2 separate regions of the Pan troglodytes genome follow, and region 2 is linked to region 1. The links are chromatin contacts, called in public Hi-C maps. All regions are on one chromosome and are shown on one strand. Each heading gives the region's core, a stretch centred on a gene start, on an enhancer-like site or on the middle of the called end of the contact. The rest is flanking DNA. Distances are from core to core; before and after follow the strand shown.

Region 1 (7,901 bases), core at 3,140-5,639:
TACAGGGGCAAGCCACTATGCCTAGCTAATTTTTGTATTTTTAGTAGAGACAGGGTTTCTTCGTGTTGGCCAGGATGGTCTCGAACTCCTGGCCTCAAGTGATCTGCCCCCATCGGCCTCCCAAAGTGCTGGGATTACAGCCATGAGCCACCGCGCCCAGTCAAAATAGTTTACTTTCTCTACTGAGTGAGAAGTATTGACTTTGGAACACATTCTAAAGCATTTCTGATTTGAATATTTGTGTATTTTTAAAATTATTAAACCTTCTTTTTTTACGGAAAAAATGAAGATGCCTGTCCTAAGTGTCTCACAAGGCATTGCAGAATACACTGAAAACATTATTTGTAAAATAATCTAAAATATTATACAGAAATATTATACAGTGTGATGATGCTTTTCTGCTATTTTACTAAGAAGGGAAGGGAATGCCACTAGGCATTATAAGTCTCCACAAGAGTACAGTCACACACATGTGCACATGCACCCCCCCCAAGTCACATGTGCACACACATGCCTAACACCTACTGTTCTAAGTGCCTGGGCTGCCACACCCATCTTCCTGTTCTTGCCTAACACCAACAGCCTTTCTGTAACTAGGGAAACAATTTTGGTTCTTAATACAGAGAGAATTTAAGTAGAAGTCCTGGCAAAGGATAAAGAACAGGAACGTATCTCCAGAGCCCCCTTTCCTTGGCAACCTTAACCTGTCACCTTCCAGGCCTGCATGTGCTAACAAGTCATAATGGCAATGGCTAACCCCAGACTTGAGCCAGTATCAGATTTCATTTCCCCTCCACCTGCCCATTCTAACTGCTGGCAATCAGAGGGATAATTGTGCTATATGCATTGGATGACAAGTCATGAAATGTTCAGGGGACATCGGGACTGGTAGAAACTATAAAACTGAAACTGAAGTACTGGGGTTAAGGAGTATGGATCCGTGTATCCACTCAGAATAAGAGCACCAGCTTCTGAATTCCCTGCCTTCAGTTACCTTCTGAAGTTTGAAGACTGATGTAAGACTTTTGAAGACTGCACGCTTTGCTCCAGTCCAAAATGTGTACAGGGAGGGGTTGGGACCTTGCCAAGAATCTGCAGTCCACACAGCTTATGGAAGCCAGAACCTTATTTTCTCTTGATATTTATTAATTATGTTAAAACAAGTAACTTTTAAATTAAAAGGGATATATCTCTTCCTTGTGAACAATAGGGGCCTGGGAATGTTACTTTTCCTTCAGGCCAAACTAAGAGCAATGATGAACTCAAGATTTGGAGGGAAAATGAATGGGTCAAACACCAAAATTACCAAAAACTTCTTATTTTAAAAAAAAGACGAACATTCTACGAAAAGACAGCTCCCCTACGGCTATGAACAAACATGAAATGTCTTCTGGAGTATTAGGAGGGTAAGGCAGTAGCTGTATAGGCAGCAGAGCTTCTTAGCCTCTGGACTAGAGATTCTCAGCTGGGGGTAGAAGAACATCTCAGAATGACCTGAGAAACTGCAGATAACTTCCTCTGTTCCCATTCTGATATTCACCCCTGTCCTCCCCGACTTGTATTCATATGGATCCGTATCCTTTGTTTCCTGTTCCAAAGCAAGTTTCCTATCCATGAACAAATATTTTCCTCAATTCTTGTGGAGCATCCCTCCACAAGTACTCTCTCTTAAGAACCAAACATGGCTTTTGAGTAAGAATGATCAGCTCAAGGGCATATATAATACTCATATATTTCATAAAGATATATTTCAAGTATTTTATAAACATCATATATCTTACATAGGAAAATGTATATATTCATTTATAAAATTTTATAAAATCCATATATGTTATTAATATATATTCATATACTTCTTTGAGACAGGGTCTCACTCTGTTGCCCAAGCTGGAGTGCAGTGGTGCAATCACGGCTTACTGCAGCTTCAATTCCCTGGGCTCAGGCGATCCTCCCGCCTCAGCCTCCCGCGTATCTGGGACTACAGATGCATGCCACTGCCCTCGGCTGATCTTTGTATTTTTTGTAGAGACGGGATCTTGCCATGTTGCTAGCTGGTCTTGAACTCCTGGGCTCAAGTGATCTGCTTGCCTAGACCTGCTAAAGTGCTGGGATTACAGGCGTGAGCCACCACACTTGGCATATTCACATATTTCTGTACACCTTTAAAATCTGGCCAGAATTGTGATAACTCAAACCCTCTTCCATTCTAACTAATGTCAGTGGGGAACCTGTCAGGGGGAAAAGAGATGGGCAAGAAAAATGGCTTTGGGGCAAAGGGGCCAGGCGTCTCACTCAGGAGTAAGGTGAGGAGTAGGGTTCAGGATACTTCTGGTACAGAGTTGCTCTATAACAAAGGGTCTCAGTCCTAGCTGCTAGGAAAAGTAATGTTAGGGGGTCGCCATCCTCCTGGGGTGCTGCTAGACAGTTTGCTGAAATATCTCAAGGTGGGGAGGAGCAAATGTAATTTAGTTCACAGCATTCATTTATTTACAAATATATTAGGTACTAAAGACATTAGGAAAAGTGATACTTCTCTCTCAATATGAATGAAAAGATAGTCATTCTGAGCAGTGGAGTTTTCTAGCAAAAATAAATTCTACCACTATACTTGCATGATCTGTCATGATGGATTTTCATGGAGTATCAGGCACACCATGTTCTTTGGCAGGGACCCCGAGCATTTCCATTAATCAGTGATTTAATTCACAGTGGGCAAGCTGGAGGGATCTATAACTCTACTTGAGGTGCAAAGTAGGGTATTTAATAAAGATACTGACTGATCACAAGGATCATGGAATGCCTCACTAAAAATAATGCACTGAGATGAAAACCAAAGATTTTATAAGCATTTTAAGGTTAATTTGAAACTAGGAGTGAAAGGAAATATTTATGGATGTGATTTGTCATTTAAAGTTTTTAACAGAATTTCAGATGTAAAACTGTTTAAAAACCTGAGTTTCCACTGCATCAAAGGGAATGTTTATTCATGAATGGGAAGCTGTTTTGGGGATGGATTTTAAAGACAAGAATAGGCTGGGTGTGGTGGCTCACGCCTGTAATCCCAACACTTCAGGAGGCCAAGGTGGGATGACTGCTTAAGGCCAGAGGCCAAGAGTTTGAGACTAGCCTGGGCAACACAGGGAGACCTAATCTCTATAAAAATATATATGTTTTAAATTAGCTGGGTGTGGTGGCTCGCACCTGTAGTCCCAGCTACTCAGGAGGCTGGGGTGGGAGGATCATTTGAGCCAGGAGGTAGAGGCTGCAGTGAGCCATGCTCGTACCACTGCACTCCAGGCTTGGTGACAGAGCAAGACTCTGTTTTATAAAATAAAAATAAAACAAAATAAAGACAGGAATAAGCAAGCCCTTCTCTAGATGGAAGAGTTTAAGTGGCAGAGAGCCCCAGGGATCAGTGCTAGGGTTAGTTTTATAATAATCGGAAGACAAGCAGGATAAAATTTAAGTATGCAGATAATGTTTATTCTTGGAAATGCAAGTCATAAAAATAGCCCCTCGAGAACAACAGGGAAAATCATGAAATGAGTGACAAGGCAGGCAGTCTGTAAAAGCAGTGGGTTTAGAAAACTGTCAGCTGAGCTATCCTTAAAAGACAGTGAATGATCAGTCACAATGGAGGTTAAGACATCTTGGGATCACTGCAAACTGTTCCTTGGTGATACTGACTCCTTGTGTTTTGCTGGTAAAAAAAAAAAACAAAACGAAAAAACAAAAAAAAGCCAATAAAATGCTAGGCAGGAGAAGATGGGATACCAGGAACAAACCAAAAGCATTATTTTACATCACACTGCAGCTACACCTAGTGTACTGTGTGTTTTCTGGACACTGCATTCATTTAAGGAGGATAAAGATAATGATATGTAACATTCATATAGTACAACAGTTTTCGGAACTCCTTCACAGATAGCATTTCACTGAACCTCCCAATACTTTGTGTGGAAAGTATCTCCATGTCCAGATGAGAAAACTAAGGCTTAATTAAGTAGGTTAACCCCACAGTTGCTGAACTTCTCAAAGGTAAAACTAGGGATCCAGCCTGGAACTTTTGGTTCTGAAGCTCTTTTTCCTCAACCCCATATTCATGCTGAAGAATCTCTGAAGAAATATGAATAAAATATTCAAACAGCTGAAGAAGGAGTCTTTTAGAGATAAGGTAAATATGTCAGTTATTGATTTACTGCCTCTCAGCTCCAAATTCACCCATCATTCCTGTTCTGTGAAACTGGATCCAGGCCTGTTAAATAATTATCCTTTGCCACTGCTGGAGAGACACTGCAGCAGAGTTTTGCTTTCTGGTTGGTGTGTGCTTGCTCAGCAGGCTTCTTTAGCATACACGTGCTTTTCCCAGTGCCTGGCTCCTGCAGTGCACAGTGGCCAGCAGCCTCCCACCAGCACCCCCACGGGGCAGATTCATGGTAGAGTGCTTCTGGGGAGACAGTGAACAGCTTTCCTAGGCACTCTAGAGGGTGGATCTCTGGCAAGTTCTGCTGGCAAGAAAACATAGCAACTTCTCTGGCATCCAATATAAACAGTTATATCCTCTCTAACAAGGTCTGGATTACAGACCTGCAGGGTAAGGGATCTTTCTTCTTGGGTGCAACACTAGGGTATGTGACTGCTCCTTGTATCTGCTATTCGTTTTTTTTTTTTTTTTAACAGGGTCCCACTCTGTTGCCCAGGGTGGAGTGCAGGGGCATGATCAAGGCTCACTGCAGCCTCGACCTCCTGAGCTCACGCTATCCTCCCACCTCAGCCTCCTGAATAGATGGGACTATAGGTGTACACCACTGGGCCTGGCTAACTTTTTGTATTTTTAGTAGAGATGGGGTTTTGCCATGTTACTCAGGCTGGTCTCCAACTGGGCTCAAGTGATCCACCTGCCTCAGCCTCTCAAAGGGCTGGGATCACAGGTGTGAGCCACCACACCAGGCCCCTAAATTCTTTAGAATTCTCTTTCTTTTTTCCTTTTTTCCCTATCATTCCCACAAGTTCTCTTTATTTCTTATAAGCCAAACCAAAATCATAGTTACTCCATCCTATTTACTCCAATCCTAATGATAGTTATTCTTTAAATTTTCTCCGGTTTAAATCTATGTTTTTTTCCTTCTGATTAGACCCCGACTGATACAGTAAACATAATAGGAGGATTCAGCTTATAAAATAAGTGTAGACAGGGAATAGAAATAAGACCCATAAAACTATGAAGGGTATGGAAACTACAAACAATGACATTCTCTAAAACCTAGTTTATGATAACTATGGATCCTAACCTTGAAACTGCAAAGAGCAGCTATAAGAGAAATAAAAGTACTTCTTTATGCCCTTCTTTTCTTGTACTTGTTGCTATAAGAGGTAATACAAGGCAAAAATACAGATTGTTTCAAGATCGATCTGGATGAATTCAAGGACGACAAATTTAAAAATAATTAAGGGAAGCAGAATTTCTTAGGCTACATATCACAAACTGTGTGTCATATAATGGGGACCAAACTTAACATCACATTAAACATTTCCTACAGGTCAATGTCATTCAGAAATGCACTGTTTCTCAAACTGGGGTCCTGTTCTTTACATGATTTTTAAAAATTTATGTTTTCACCCAGGTAACTTAAAAAAATAATGTACAGTCTGATCATCTGTCTGACTGATTATCACAAAGCTGAGTTTTGCTACATAATTTCAGTGCTCCATTTTCAGGTGTATTTCAAAGCATACTGATATCAGGTAGCACCAGCTTATTTGACAAGGGCTAATGACATGAACCAGCTGAACTGCTAAATAAATATGCTAGTGCCATGTAAAAGCCAAGTATCATCATGGCACTCTGTATTAAAAAGAGGTTAGGGGTTTTAAAGCAGTTCAAACAGAGAGAAGCAGTGAGTGAAATGAATCATGGTTATCCCTAATGCAAAAGGGATCAATCAGTACCATATGTATATTACCCACTTAATTTCAGAAAAACATCATTCTTCACAATAATTTCACTGTTCTTGATTTTACAGCTTTATTTATTTTTTTGAGACAGGGTCTCGCTCTGTCACTCAGGTTGGAGTGCAGAGTTCTGATCAAGGCTCACTGCAGCTTTGACCTCCTGGGCTCTAGTGATCTTCCCACCTCAGCCCCCCAAGTAGCTGGGACTACAGTTGTGTGCCACCATGCCTGGCTAATTTTTGTATTTTTTTAGAAAAGGGGTTTCACCATGTTCCCCAGGCTAGTCTTAAACTCCTGAACTCAAGTGATCTTCCCACCTTGGCCTCCCAGAGTGCTGGGATTACAGGCGTGAGCCACCATGCCCAGCTGGTATTTAGTATTTGAGGGGCAAAAGCATTTAGGTGGCTACTGCAAACATCCACGGACTTGGTCAGTGGGGGTGCCCTAGAAATGGAAATCAAGGGATAGAAGGGTAACATTGTGGGGGAAGGTTGAAAGTAGTTTTATTATTTATGTAAATTTGTGATCTGCTGTTTTGGCTTTATAAATGAACAAGGGCTATAGAAATTTTAAACCTAAATTTATATTTGTAAAAATAATACAAGTAACTCTGGGAATCTACTATATATATATATATAATATATATATATAAAATATATACATCTACTATATATAAAAATATGTATCTACTATATATAAAAAATATATATATCTACTATATATAAATTTCCTTTATATAAATTCCTTTAAATTCCTATAAATATATATAAATTTCCTTTAAAGGAAATATATATCTACTATATATAAAAATAAATTTCCTTTATATAAATTCCTTTAAATTCCTATAAATATATATTTCCTTTAAAGGAAATATATATATATAGTAGATATATATAAAAATATATATAGTAGATATATATACATATATATTTCCTTTAAAGGAGAGACACTGGAGTAGATGGCCAATGGATTTCATATTAGGCTTATTCTTATATTCTGATGTTTATGTCTGATGCTCATCTGGACCTGCCTGTATTGTCAGGTGAAAGTAGAAAAAGGCTATGCTTATGTTTCTTCTAATGGTTTGACAGGGATTATTTTACATATATGACAAAGGATAATTTATTTGTTGGGTAAAGATGGATGACACCAGTAAGTTCATTTTGGTTTCATTACAAATTGTTGCTTTTCTGTGTGTGGAAAAGGCTAAAATATAACAGAATTTTATTATCTGTATCAAATATAGTAAAATTATTTTTTAGGTTCTTATATAATGATTAATTGCTTGGTGATATTACTACTGAAGAGAGTCAAATTATGCATAAATTAACTTTATAGATCAGATAACATAATCAGTGGCTTAAGAAGCTATGGTAGGCTGGGTGTGATGGCTCATGCCTGTAATCCCAGCACTTTGGGAGGCCAAGACGGGTGGATCATTTGAGGTCAGGAGGTCAAGACCAGCCTGGTCAATATGATGAAACCCATCTCTACTAAAAATACAAAAATTATCTGGGTGTGTCTCCTTGAACCCAGGAGGTGGAGGTTGCAGTGAGCCAAGATAACACCACTGCATCCAGCCTGGGCAACAGAGTGAGAGTCTATCTCAAAAAATAATAATAATAAAAGAAACTATGGTAGGCATTGTCTGTTCCCCATAATAATGGGATTCTCTCTGTGGTATCTTTTACTCTTTTTCTTTTAAAAAAGAAATCTCTGAAGTCAATGAATTGAACATAATAAGTTTTAGGGAATGAATTTAAAAAATCTAATTAAAACTAAGAAAAAATACGATTTAATATAGATCTTAGGTAATTACAACAATAAAGTTATTCAACATAATTGGAAATGAATTATTAAGATCTCTCAGGGTATCCTCTTTGGTATTATAGTAGGCAAAAAATAAATAAATAAAAATTCCACGGTCTCAGAAAGATATCAACACAATA
Region 2 (7,901 bases), core at 2,456-4,955, 200 kb after region 1:
GAAGAACTTTTCATCCTCAAGAAAAATAAATGTTTTCGCCACAAGGAATGTGATTTGACTAACTTTGAGAAGATAAATATATACCCACAGAAATAGGGTTTTTAAATGTTGGGTTTATATAATAGCTTTCAATATGCTTAAGAACGGTCTCATTTCATAGGCCACACACCACCACTGTCAATCCATCTTTGATACACATATACACACACACACACTCACACATATAATTCTGAACACATTACAGGTATCATTTTTATAATAACCTGATATTCTCATCTAAAGTGCCCTAAAATTAGACCAGTCTTTGTATAGAGACCCAAAAACTAAGAGTTATTTAAGAGTGGACTCTACCTCATAATAATGAGTTCTAAAAAGAAATAAAATTAATCCCTCAAGAAATGTTGCCATTTAAGGTGGCAATTTTCAACTCTTGATGGTAATACAAGTTTCTCTGTCCACGGCCACCCACCACCACCACCACCCCCCACCCCCCCAACAATTCCATACAAACTTCTGATTGTTTAAAAAAATGAGACTTGCAGTATTTGGATGTGTATAATGTGAAATATGTTCACCAGAATGAAGTGCTAAATTAAAGTCTCATATTCAGATATAGGTCATGTGTTTTAAATATATGGAATAACTTAAGTTGTTGAAATTCAAACAATCTCACTTGTTCTCTCAAAATAACTACCACCTAGATTCAAAAAAATACATTTACACCTTCCTTCTTTCTTTGGCACCTGCTGACACAAATGCTTCTGAACACTAAAAACATTAATAGTAATCTTGGGGTAGAAAAATAGGAAAGAGATGCGGGGCCAGAATTAAGTTTTCAGTGAAATTATAAAGTATAATTATTCAAGACCATATATAAAAAATGTCCTTTGGAAAATGAAGTTTTTAGGCAAAAGTGTGGAAGAAATGTTTTCTATGAAGGAGATAACAGCCAATTTAACTCCCTTTTTAATAAAAGAAAATATTACACTGACAGGCACATGGTTGATTTGCATATTAATTGTTGGAAGCACGGCCTATTCCTTAACATGCTCAGGCACTGAATATGCTACAGTTTGTAGTCAGTTCACTTATGTCTGAACAAGTTGTTCACGTGCAGATTCTAGAAAGTTTATTTTTGAGCACAAACTGACACTTAGCTCGCTAGAACAATGTTGTTTCACATGCAGTTACTGGGTCAGGGTTAGGCACGAAAATCATGCCGTATATTTACAAATGAGGATGCTCCTCTCCCGGGGCCCTCACTTGGGGGAGCCCCGTCCCAGCGTCTAGCTCATCAAATTCCCGAAAGCAATTACAAAGGCATCTCTTCTCCACCCCAAAACAAAATAATGATCTACCAATCTTGCAAACACATTAAGACAAACTCCCTACAGGAAGGAGCATGACTTAAACAAGTTCAAGATACTTTGTCAGTCTTAACCTCAGGTATCTTGGCTGAAGGGATTAAATCATTAGACTTTACGTACCCAACCTCTTCCTAGCAATAGCAGATACATAATTTGCAAATACTGTTTCAGAGCTCTCTGGACCTTTCACGTTAAAATAAGCATACTTGATGGTGGGGAGACAGTGCTTCTTACATTTAGGAAACAAATGCTTCCGATTGTGAGCGTATGGAAGTGGAAAACAGCTTGCAATTGGAGAGTCTAAGAATTGAATTTCTTTTTAAAGTAAGAAACTGCCTCACTGCCCCCATCCCCAAGTGTAGGAAGATATAGAAACAGCTTACTGGCCAAGAATAGAAGAGGGAACCAGTGGAGAGGGACGGATTTGCAAGATAGCCTCTGGAGAAAAAAAAATCACGAGGAAGAAAAATCGGCTTCATACTATGGAGAGATAGGCGGGGTTGGGAAGCCTTGCTGCTGGTCTTGGGGACATGATCCCCTGTCCCTAAGTGTGCCCCTGGAGGTTGTGGGGGGAGGGGTATCCTCAACACAGAGGCCTGACCACCAAATCCCGGGCTGTAGAGCCAACAATCCTCCTTTGGGCTCCTGCACAGACTAAAAACAAAAAACTCTGAGAACTCCGACAAGTCAACGAAAGTCTGATCCCGTCAAGCCCGCACTCGCAAACCCCCACCGTGCTGCACTGGGCCCCGGCCCTCCCGAGCTCGGTCTCCTCGGACGACGGTCGTCGCCACTGCGGGCACCAGATTGGGGGGCGGGCCGCTCACCCCGCGGTCCTGCCCCACACCGACCCCGCCGAGGAGCCCCCGGCACCCGGGGCGACCAGGGGAGGCGGGAGGAGGTGCCCAGAAACTGCTCGTCCTGCCAGTCGCACCTGGCCGACGACTCTCTGGCCACTGGTTTGGTCTGGGGGATACGATTTCCCATTCAACTGAATTAGACCCGAGCCCGCGGCGGGGAGGGCAGCGGCCGGGGTCTCTCCGTTTCCTCCCCCGGCTCGCCTCCACCTGTTGCGGGAAAGTCGCGGTGGAGCGCCCGAGGGCGGCCGCAACCCCGGCCGGGGCCGAGCCGGGCTGGCCGAGGCGCGGCGGCGAAGGGCGGGGGAAGGCGCGCTCGGAGCAGGGTGCGCGGCGCGCAGGGCCGGTTGTTCCGGGCCGCGGCCGCGCGGGCGGGGAGGGGGCTGCCGGCTCCGGGTGATTTCGGTGCCAGCCCGCCGGCCCCGCTCGCCGTCCCCTGCCCGACGGGACCCCCACTATCCCCGCGGTGCGGTCACCTGTTTCGCTTCGCACTGCGCCGTCGCCGCCCCTGTGGCCGTCGCCGCCAGCTCCTAGCTCCGCCATGGTGCTCCGATGACGCGCCCGGAGAGCCGCTCCGCCCTTTCCTCGGCTTGGCTCCCGCCGGCCCCCGCCTCCCAGGCCAGCGGCCCAGACAGGTGAGCGCAGTCAGGGGACGGCGGAGGGCGGGGGCAGAGAGCGCGGCAGTCGGCTGCGGCCTGGGCCCGGCGCGCCCCCTCGCGGGCAGGTGCGGCGTGGCAGCCGCTCCGACCGCCGCTGCCGAGTCTCGGCTGGAAGAGCGGCGGGCGGAACCAGTACCTCAGTCCGGAGCTTCCGGTCGCCGCGGCCGACCAGCTGAGGGCTCCCGGAGATATGGAGCGGGGTCAGCGAGGCCTGGTGGCGCCTCCTGGAGTCTGGGACGAGCGGCGGTCCGAGGAGCAGCCCAGGTGGGGCGAGGGTACGGAGACGCTATTTCCCTCCGAACTCTGAAGCAGCCAGGTCAGTGTCGGCTCCGCGAGGGCTGGAGTTCACGGTGACAGCCGGCAGAGCATCTGATGCCACGTGGAGAGGCGAAGTACATGGGTCGGATTCCACGCTGGGAGCCGGCCTGGATCTGCGCTTTAGGAAGCCACTGCGGGCGACCCTATCTTGTCGCCAGGACTTCGCATCTGATGAGCCTCAGGACACACAAGTTAGAGAGGCTTGTGCCGGCTGATGTGGCTTTTCTTTTTCTTGGTTTCCGTTTAGTAAACGACCTTTTGACTTCTGGCTTGCTCAGGAAGACCAGAAAAAAAGGCAATAGGTAACGAATTTTTCTTTTTTTAAAGAAACAGATTATTGGCCGAGGAAAAACCAATTTCGCTCTAAAGGATAAGCAACAAAATACTGAGGGGGGAAAAAGCCTACACAAATGGAAACATACGGCACAAAATCAAGGAGCGACCAGTTCCGCATGGTTACACTAAAATGCACTCCCACACTCTGGCTTGGCTGAAGATAACCAGCAAGCTCTGAACAGTTTAAAACCCTTCCAAGGACTGCAGCAGCACTGGACACACAAGAGAGTCGAGAACAGTATTGGATTTATTGTTAGGGTTACAATTTTCACGATCTTTGCATGCAAAACTTGCCACTCTGAGCCCAGTGAACTATTTTTATTTGGTTTACTTACTGGCTTTCTGGATGACTAGGTAGAGCTTTAACTAAAGAACACTTCTGCTGTGGTCTGTGATGATGAATTTTCCCGTAGTGTCATTTCTATAATGGAATAGGCAAACTGACCATTTAGAATGTGATATTCCTAAATCACATTCAAATCAGTCTTATCAGAGACTTCTAATCAATAAAAATAAAGCACCAGATGGCTAGAGGTAGTTTTTGACCTCAGCTTGGGCCTCAGCAAAGACTTTTTGTGTTTTTTTTTTACTACATTAAAACATCAGAGTTTAAGACACTTTTCTTTGAGCATCAGAAATACTCTCAGCTGAATTTAGAGAGTTGAACTATCCGGAAGAACCCTGGAGAAGGAGGGTGATTTATTTTCAACTTTCTGATTTACCACCGACTTAAATCAACCAATGAGTTCTTTCTTTGACCAAAAAAAAAAAAAAAAAGTCAAGACTTGTGATGTTTCTATTTGTTTTGTTTTGTTTAGTTTGGTGTGTGCTTACTCATTGTCCCATTCTTTTGATAACCTGTATTTATCTGCCACAAGTTAAACAAAAATAAATGAAATAAGGAACACACCAAAATCCTGCACTTAGGCCCTGTATAGACAGTGTGTTCCAAACCTAAGGAGGTGTCTGCAACAGGGGAGGCTGCTGAGTGACTCTGCAGAGAACAGATGACATCTGTTAAATGTCAAACACCATCACGTTGTACTTCAAGTTGTACTTTACTTGGAACATGGAAGCCATCTGTCTGGAGCTCCCACATCCATTTCAAATCTTCAGGGTTCCCCATTCCAGGGGAGGAGCTGAACCTCCTGACACCGTCCACTTCCCTCCTGCCTCCTTCAAACATCATCCCTTTTTTCTCCCGAATCCCTAAATGTTTCTGCACCCAAGGGCTCTACCCCAATAAACACAGCTAAGACTCTTTGATTCTGAAAATGTCTTCCTTTAACGTCCCACCCTCCAGAATCTATTGTCGTATGTTTTGTTCACCAAAGGTAATAAAAACAAATGTGGATTTTGGTGCCGTTATTTTTCAAAAAAAGCTATATATTAATAGTTTTTCTTGCTTATGTATACAAATCAAATTACTTATTTTTAAATCCATCATTCCCCTAGACGAGTTTCTGCAGCACTTGATCCTCTAATCACTTTGCTCTTGGTCTACCATTGGCTTGGTTTTTCTCCTTCCTCTGTAGCAGTCCTTTCGTCTTTGTTGACTCAGATTCTTCCTCCCTTCTAATCCTCCAATATTTTTACCATCCCCTAATTGTAAACCACAGGCTTTTTATCTTTACTGTGTCTCACCGCCCTCATTTACTATTACTTCCATCCCGGATCCCGGTGACTCCCAACTCCAGAATATATACCCTTAACCTCACTCCTGACTTCCACTAATACATTCTGAATGGTCCCTGCACAATTCTATCAAGATACCCTGCCGTTAATTTAATATGTTCCAAACCACATTAATCTTGCAATATACAATCACTTTACACATCTCTCCCTTGCTCAAAAACCTTTAATAGATTCCCCGTTCCTATATAAGTAAATATTAACTTCACCTCCTCACCATCACCACCCCCTAATTGGGCCCTGAGCTCTCTACTACCCATTTCCACTTTTCACCTCTGTAACTCATATTTCTAGCCCATGGAGTTGTTCATTCTCCAGAACACCTTCCAAATCCCTGCTTTCTAGTCTTTGTGTTTGAAGCTGCTCTGCCCGAAGTGATGTCCTTCATCCTGATGTATTTAATAATACTTTCCCTCTGAGGCCCAGGTTAAGGTCTACTTCCTCCATGAAGCCTGTTCTTCCTGCCCTGGCTCCCAGCATGCCTGTCCTTTGGACCTGGCCAGGGCTTGCTGGGCTTGGTACTTGTCCAGCTGTTAAAATAGACTAGGCATGAGTTATTGCAAATTTGCCTTCTCAATCTGATGCACATTTTTGGTAGTAGGGTCTTTGTCCTCTACTTCTCTACAGGGTGTCCATAAAGTCTAGAACTATCAGTTATTTTATTTGCTCACGAGTTGCAGATGTTCTTGATGACATCATGTGCACTGCCTGCATTCTGAACTTGGTAGGCATGGTATATATCTTTTGTGTTGCTACTGTGCCTCACACACAGTGGGCATTCAAATGGGTTAATAATTCCTCAATGCCAAGCTTTTTTATGTGGTGGCCTAGGGATGAACGAAACCAAGTATCCAATGACAGGAGAAAGAGATCAAAATGCAGTTAAAAGGAAACATTACATCTACTTCTCCCAGCAAATTCCTGTTTTGTTTCTTTTATAACACTGCCACCACCACCCCCCCTGCATTAACTGTTCTGTTTCAAACCATCTTTCCAGGCTCAGCTCTGCACCTTCCCTCCTCTGGAAAGCTTTCCTTGACCCCTTCTGACAGTAAATGTAACTATAGCACTGACTGCACCACTGTTGTTTCTGCTTTGTCTTGATTCCTTGACAAGAAACTTCAGGGGAAAGAACTGTATCTTGTTGGTGCACCACAATATGTAGTACCCAGTATTTAATAAATACTTTTGAATGAAGGATAAGTGATGGCAATAGCAAGCATATCTCAGTGTTTACTGTATGCTAAGCATTGTGCTGAGCACCTCTCCTGCATTGTCTTTTCCTTTTTGAGACAGAGTCTTGCTCTGTCACCCAGGCTGGATTGCAATGGCGTGATCTCGGCTCACTGCAACATTCACCTCCTGGGTTCAAGCAATTCTCGTACCTCAGCCTCCCGAGTAGATGGGATTATAGGCGTGCGCCACCATGCCTGGCTAGTTTTTGTAATTTTAGTAGAGACAGGGTTTTGCTGTGTAGGCCAGGCTGATCTTGAACTCCTGGCCTCAAGTGATTCACCCACCTCGGCCTCCCAAAGTGCTGGGATTACATGCACAAGCCACTGCACCCAGCCTCCATTTTCTTATTTACATCTTATAGCAGACCTATGTGGAAGGTACATCATTTCCTCCATTTCACAGATGAGGAAGCTGAGACTTGGAGAAACTAATTCAGTTGTTCCAGGTCACAAGTCAAGTTACAGTTTTGCTTCAGGCCTGGGTGTGTAGCCTCCTGCTACGCTAAACAAATGATGAACGTTAACCATCTTGCTGTTCCCTCTATAGAAAGGGGCTCTCCATTTCCCTCTCTAGCTGTTACCTGAAATAAGGAGGTGAAGCTTGATCATGTTAAAACACCTGTGAAACTAATTTTTTAAAAGGGTATCTGGGCCCAACCCCAGACCAGTAAAAACAGTTTTCCGGCTGGACACAGTGGCTCATGCCTGTAATCCCAACACTTTGGGAGGTTGAGGCAGGATGATCACTTGAGCCTAAAAGTTCGAGACCAGAGTGAGCTGAACATAGTAAGACCTTGTCTCTACAAAAAATTTAAAAATTAGCCAGACATGGTGGTGCACGCCTGTAGTCCCAGCTACTTGGGATGCTGAGGTGGGAGGACTACTTGAGCCCAGGAGGTCAAGAATGCAGTGAGCTATGACAGTGCCGCTGCATTCTAGCCTGGGTGACAGAGACTCTGTCTCAAGAAAAAACAAATAACAACAACAACTCAGTTGTCCCTAGGTGATGGCATCAATATTTTTGAAAAAGCATCCAAGTCATTTTAATGCGAAGCTGAGTTGAGAATCACTGGCCTAGATTGATCCTAAAAGCGTTTCAAATGCAAACCTTTCCATAATGGAGTCTTCCATAATGGAACTGTCTTCTTTTGTGCCTGAGACCCAAAATTCTCACAAATGGCTAATGATGTTGGCCTGGGAGTGTGTTAGAACCCTGTAGGGACAGAGGATCATCTGCTCACAAAGACAGGGTAAGAGGAAGGTACCAAGGAAAGATTGTATCCTTGAAGATTTGGTTTATGGTGGGTAGCTGGATCCTATATACAGTCAAAAGAAGCACTTCACCATTAGAATTGAGAAGATGAACTGTGGCTTAATAAACGACTTACTCTGTGTTTCAGTATGAGCCAAATGGCATATCATTGAATTTATACCTCA

What was found. Hi-C and Micro-C count contacts between places; a contact is called where the count stands out from the background.
Region 2: a contact with region 1 is called in a Hi-C map of induced pluripotent stem cells, with 2.3 times the contacts expected there. The contact joins the promoter of MAP7 here to the enhancer-like site in region 1. A contact is called at or near these places in 3 of 7 Hi-C or Micro-C datasets (induced pluripotent stem cells and stem cell-derived neural progenitor cells) and 1 of 1 datasets of contacts at active chromatin or transcription factors (stem cell-derived excitatory neurons).

What each region holds. Positions count from the first base shown.
Region 1 is chr5:148,196,197-148,204,097 of NHGRI_mPanTro3-v2.0_pri, forward strand. The region is part of intron 16 of MAP7 (microtubule associated protein 7); the gene reads right to left. Among named protein-coding and RNA genes, the nearest start is that of BCLAF1, 56 kb to the left of the region's middle. Within about 2 kb of position 4,390, at least 4 of the 24 cell types and tissues checked have an H3K27ac peak or open chromatin away from gene starts, as enhancers often do. A contact at or near this core is called in induced pluripotent stem cells, where this site is marked.
Region 2 is chr5:148,395,782-148,403,682 of NHGRI_mPanTro3-v2.0_pri, forward strand. MAP7 (microtubule associated protein 7) reads right to left here and starts at 3,706. Exons shown (of 18, transcript XM_009452071.5): 1 at 2,701-3,706. The coding sequence starts at 2,767.